Regions from separate parts of the Sus scrofa genome. Here region 1 is linked to region 2. The links are chromatin contacts, called in public HiChIP or PLAC-seq maps. All regions are on one chromosome and are shown on one strand. The core of a region is the stretch at or near the end of the contact, and the rest is flanking DNA. Distances in the headings are between cores, read along the strand shown.

Evidence for each region. HiChIP or PLAC-seq counts read pairs in DNA pulled down with a chosen protein or histone mark.
Region 1: an H3K27ac HiChIP or PLAC-seq map of alveolar macrophages shows a contact between it and region 2. The contact joins the promoter of CNR2 here to the promoter of HMGCL in region 2. A contact is called at or near these places in 1 of 5 promoter capture datasets (liver), 15 of 47 Hi-C or Micro-C datasets (alveolar macrophages, blood, brain and 9 more) and 1 of 2 datasets of contacts at active chromatin or transcription factors (alveolar macrophages).

What each region holds. Positions count from the first base shown.
Region 1 is chr6:81,690,977-81,693,888 of Sscrofa11.1, forward strand. It overlaps CNR2 (cannabinoid receptor 2), which reads right to left and starts at 1,574. Exons shown (of 2, transcript XM_021095532.1): 1 at 1,421-1,574.
Region 2 is chr6:81,628,716-81,631,750 of Sscrofa11.1, forward strand. It overlaps HMGCL (hydroxymethylglutaryl-CoA lyase, mitochondrial), which reads right to left and starts at 1,739. Exons shown (of 9, transcript XM_005656051.3): 1 at 1,611-1,739. The coding sequence starts at 1,694.

The DNA.
Region 1 (2,912 bases), core at 324-2,823, 62 kb after region 2:
GCCCATGCCATCTCCCGGGGCCTCCCCCAATTCCTCCCTAGCCCCTCCTCCAACTCAATCCTGGTCTTCATGCCTGGAAGATGTCTGCATGCCACCCATACTAGGGCAAAACAGCCTGTGGCCTTATCTATCCTCATCTCCAATCCAGAGCAAAGGCAGGTGGGGTGAAGAACAGAATCTCCTCTGCAGCCACTCCCAATGCAGGTACCCCCATCCCGGAGCCAGCGTCATCCAGTCAACCCTCCATGAGCCTGAGTGATGGTCTCGGGCCCAGGTTTTCTTGGAAGAGAAGTGGCGTGATTTGTCTAAGGCCCTAGGGTTACTAGAGGCAGCCCTGGGGTTCACACCCAGACACTGGCCCCAGTGCACATGTGTCAGCACTACTGTTCCCTGAGTGGAACCTCCAGGGAAGTGGACCCTGGTCTTCTGAGTCTAGCGTGGACTAGACCACATTACACTACCGAGATGCCCCAACTGGGCAATCCGTGTCTCTCTGTGCCTCAGTTTCCCCATCTGTAAAATGAAGGCCAGGACTCACCAGGTGATCTCTTCGAGCCCTAGTCTTTTGGGGTTCTTTCCTGGCCACCACCTGCTATTCAAGCCTGTACCTTGTAAGGCAGGATAGCCTTGTGGTCAAAGAGTAAGTAAGCTGTGGAGCCAGATGCCGAAGTGCAAGCCCAGCACCCTCACTTCATGCCCTTGTAACATCAGGTAAGTAGCTGAGGCCCCGTCTGCCGAGCGGGGAATGATAATAGCACCTACTGTAGACAGTTGTGAGGATTAAATAAATTTAATCATGAAAGGCCCTTAGAGTAGCACCTGGCACATGTGAGGCTGTCTGCGGGCTGTGAGCATCACCTTCTATCCTAACTTTGATAGACATGAAAGCCGAGGGCTGATTCTTGACCTGTCTGAAGGTAGGGATTGGACCAGCCCTGTGCCTTCCAGTGCTGGCCCTCAAAAACCTCAGGAGGCCTCACGGGACATCCATCTCCTGGCCCCTGGCAGGCCCACCCAGCTTCTCCCAACCCTGGAGGGAAGGGGTAAGTTAAGAACACAGGTTTTCTGCAATGAGGAAGGATCCCCAAATAAAACAGCAAGAGGGAGTTCCCGTCGTGGCGCAGTGGTTAACGAATCCGACTAGGAACCATGAGGTTGCGGGTTCGGTCCCTGCCCTTGCTCAGTGGGTTAACGATCTGGCGTTGCCGTGAGCTGTGGTGTAGGTTGCAGATGCAACTCAGATCCCAAGTTGCTGTGGCTGTGGCGTAGGCCAGTGGCTACAGCTCTAATTCGACCCCTAGCCTGGGAACCTCCATATGCCGCAGGAGCGGCCCAAGAAATAGCAACAACAACAACAAAAAGACAAAAAAAAAAAAAAAAAAATAAAAAAAAAAATAAAACAGCAAGAAAAACTACTCACCGTTGTTTGTGGCTGAGCTCCCTGACCCTGCTGGGTGTTGAGGAGTCCTGGCAGTTGTGTGGCTAAAGCCTGGCCCTAGGGCCCAGCCAGAGCTCCTGTTGGACTGCTGCCCCCAAACCAGCTGTCTCTTGCTTTTGCTTTCTCACAGATGAGTGAGTGTGGCCTTCCGTCCCTGTCACAACTTCCCCTCTGGGTCCCCAGTGCCACAACGTTCTTGCCCTTGGAGTTGAACTGTTTTTCATGGGGATCTCTGACCAGGGTATTGTCCTTGGAGCTGCGGGATTTGGGTTCTAATCCAGCCAGTTCTTATGACCTTAAGCAATTCACTTAACCTCCCTAAACCTTAATTTCTTCATCTGTAAAATGGGGATAAGGCACTAGCCTGGTACAGATCACCTAGAATGACATTCCATACGAATGCCTCTACCCCTCCAGATCAGAGCTTTGAACCAGATGCATTCAGGCACCAGGCAGATAACATAAATGGGTGAAGAGTGCCGGTGTGGGGCACCAGGGAGTGGTGCAGGCTGTGGGGAATGGGGAACACCCCTCTCAGCTCCAGGGAAGCCTAGCCCCTGGGGAGTGCAGGCCCAATTGCCAATGGTCAAAGCATTTGAAAGATGGGCCACATTTTCCGAGACTAGAAATCCTGACTTTTATGTAGTGGCTTCCAGTCTTAGAAGGTTGCCCACAAAGTCAAATCTTTAAAAATACTGTGTAGGGGAGTTCCCCTGGTGGCTCCGTGGGTTAAGAACCCGACTCGTATCCATGAGGATGTGGGTTTGATCCTTGGCCTCGCTCAGTGGGTTAATGATCTGGCATTGCATGAGTTATGGTGTAGGTCGCAGGTGCCGCTTGGATCTGGCGTTGCTGTGGCTGTGGTGTAGGCCAGCAGCTATAGCTCTGATTTGACCCCTAACGTGGGAACTTCCATATGCTGCAGATATGGCCCTAAAAAGACAAAAAAAAAAAAAAAAGAAAGAAAGAAAAGGACTGGGAATCTGGGAATCTGGGTTCCAGGGTGGTTCTGCCACTGCCTGGCTATGTGATAAGTTACTTCCTTTGGCCTCGATTTCCCTACTCCTAAAATGATAGGTGCTTCTGCAACGTCCAATGGATCTGAATCACCTGAAGGGCTTGTGAGAACAGATTGCTGGCCCACACCACCCCAAGTTTCTGACCAAAGTATTGTGGGGCGAGACCCGGGAATCTGAATTCTTAACAAGTTCCCAGGTGATTCTGTTGGTCCTTGGACACATATTCGGCAGCACTAGACAAGATGATGGTTAAGGGCCCTTTTTGCTCAGTTGGTCCAGAATCTCCAAGTCTCCTGGGTACCCTGGGTAGGGCTGATGGGACCCACACAGGAAGTCTGTTCTCCTTTTCCCCACGGGAGCTTAGTTGCACCTGCATGGGATGGTCAGGCGTCAGTTTTCTCAGTTCCTAGCGGACAGTCGGCTTCCCCAGTCCTTGTTCTGTGAGATGCTGCCAT
Region 2 (3,035 bases), core at 489-2,988:
ACCACACAAATCCCAGGCCACAACTTCTGAGCTATGGTGTCTATATCAAACAGCCGATAATGACTAAAGCCCAGTGCTAACTTCCAGACATCAGCACCTCATTTAGTCCCTACATGACAAGGACTATCACTATCCCAACTACAAAGAGGAAGAAACAGCCTCAGAAATACCCCAGTTCACCCAGTAGGAAGTGAGGAAGTTTGGACTTAACTGTCTGCTTCTGACACCAAGTCTATGCTAGTAACCTTGAACCTACTACCTACCACCATCTCACTACACCAGGAATTTTTTCAAAGCACATTTACATCCACCATCTCATTTAATTTTCTTAACTTGGCAAGTTGGAATTACTAGCTTTTCTGGCACATGAGTAGTTGATGGGGGAGGGTGGCCTAGGAGACACTGAAGTGGTTTTCTGAGAGGGGCCCATTGCCAAGACAGTGAAATTTTTACCACTATACAGTTTTTTTGTTTTTTTTTAATTTTTTTTTTTTTTTTTTTTGGTCTTTTTGCTATTTCTTTGGGCCGCTGCTGCGGCATATGGAGGTTCCCAGGCTAGGAGTCGAATCGTCGAATCGGAGCTGTAGCCACCGGCCTACGCCAGAGCCACAGCAACGCGGGATCCGAGCCGCGTCTGCAACCTACACCACAGCTCACGGCAACGCCGGATCGTTAACCCACTGAGCAAGGGCAGGGACCGAACCCGCAACCTCATGGTTCCTAGTCGGATTCGTTAACCACTGCGCCATGACGGGAACTCCCAACACTATACAGTTTTAATTCCTTCTAAACTCTAAGGCAACAAAATTCATCGATCACTCACGGGCCTAGAACAATGTCAAATGCTTTACCTACATCTTCTTTAATCTCCAAACCCACACTGAGGTAACATTTTTTCATGCTATAGTTCAAGAAAAGGGGTTTAGAGACCTGTCACTCAACCTAAAAAAGTGGCGTCATAACCACTGGCTCACCACAATTTTTGAGCTTTAACCAACACAGTGTATTCAACCCTTTAAACGATTAGGTCCACTCACTGAGCATGGGAAAGAAGAGGGAAAACATCAGGACACAATTCCAAGGTAATCACACTTAGCCCCACATGATCCAAATCCTGCTCTGCACCCTGGAACAGCTCGCCAAGCGTCCCCAAACGCAACAAGAGCTGGAAATGGAGACGGACAGAGGGGGATAACCTTGCTTTTTCCACTGGCAACGGACAGAGTATTCACGATTTTCACTGTGTCACTTTAGTCTGAAGTTAAAGTTCAATCGGACAGAGAAAGATGCCAGAGACACCAGGAAGAACCTAAGCCAGGGAATTAGGACGTCTGGGATGGCGTCTCAGGTCCTGACAACCTGGACAAGTCGCTCCCCATCTCTGGGCCTCAGTTTCCCTATGCCCCTCAAGAGCTTTGGGCGGGACAGACAGGGTTCAAGACGCCGAGGCCCTCTGTGAAAGAGCTGTCGGCCTTCGCCTTTCACAGACCAGCCGCTACGGGTCAAGCCCCCGACCTTCACCGTCAAGGTGCCTTCAGGACCGCCCCCGGGCGGGTCGGGGCACTTACAGCCCGAAGGGATGCCAAGCCCACCAGTCTCCGTAGCGGCACCTTTCTTACTGTCGCCATCTTGCCCCAGCTTCCCCCGCGGCTGCCCAGCAGAGGTCCGCGCGTCCCCCTTCGCCAGCTGGGCATGGCCCCGCCCCCAGGCGGGGCCTCTGGGACGACGTGGTGACGCACTACGCTGGCTCCGCCCCCAGCCTGTCTAAGTTTTTCGTCTTTTCTGACGCTCTTTGTGTGCCAGGCGAAGTGAGGCGCTAAGACTATAAAGATGAACAAAAGTTAACCAAAGTCTCTGACTTCAGGGGTTTGTAGTCTAGGGGGTATGGGGAGACAGATGTTAACAATCACGCAATTATAAGATGAAGCGTTACTATTTGCCATGCACTGTTCTGAGTTGTTTGCATATAATAATTCATTAATCATGATCTTTGGGACTCAAATGCAGGCAGTTGACTCAAGAAAGAGAAGCGTCCTTTGATTTCACACCTCGAAGAATAAGTAAGATTTACCCAGGTAAAGAGGATACAAGAAGAATTTTCCGGACAGAGCATAGCATTATGCAAAGGCCCCTAGGCAAAGAAATTGAATGTTTAGAGCAGCGTTTTTCAAAATTGAATGCCTGTGACCAGTGTTGTACCCCATTGGTCATAAAATCAATTTAGTGGGTACTTTTTAAAAAATCCTTTTTTATTAAAAGCTTTAAAAAAATCAGGAATCCACATTGGATTTTGTTGCTTGTTTTTTCTCTAGTGGCTTATTAAATAAATAGTACTTTAGTAGGTACTTTTTTTTTTTTTTTTTGGTCTTTTTAGGACTGCACCCGCAGCCTATGGAGGATCCCAGGCTAGAGGTCTAATCGGAAAGCTGTTGCCGCCGGCCCACGCCAGAGCTACAGCAACGCCAGATCCGAGCCTCGTCTGTGACCTACAGCAGTGCCAGATTCTTAACCCACCGAGTGAGGCCAGGGATCGAACCTGCAACCTCATGGTTCCTGATCGGATTCATTTCCGCTGCACCACGACAGAGAACTTCTTTAGTGGGTACTTTTTAAAAGAAATAGCATAGGAGTTACTGTTGTGGCTCACTGGGTTAAGAACTCGACTAATATACATGATGACGTGGGTTTGATCTCTTGGTCTTGCTCAGTAGTTTAAGGATCTGGTGTTGCTGCAAGCTGCAGCGTAGGTTGCAAATGTAGCTCAGATCTTGCTGTGGTTGTGGCTTAGGCTGGCAGCTGCAGCTCTGATTTGACCCCTAGTTGGGGAACTTCTATATGCCACAGGTGTGGCCATAAAAATAAATAAGACAAAATAAGTAGGATAGAAAATATCGCAGTGCATTGTATAAATAGAAATCTAAGTACTGCTTTACAAAACTTCTGTTATTACACAACAAACTAGGTTGCACTGTAAAATTTATTACTGTAGGCTGCAATTAGAAATTTCTGAAAATATTGCTTCAGAAAGATGAAAA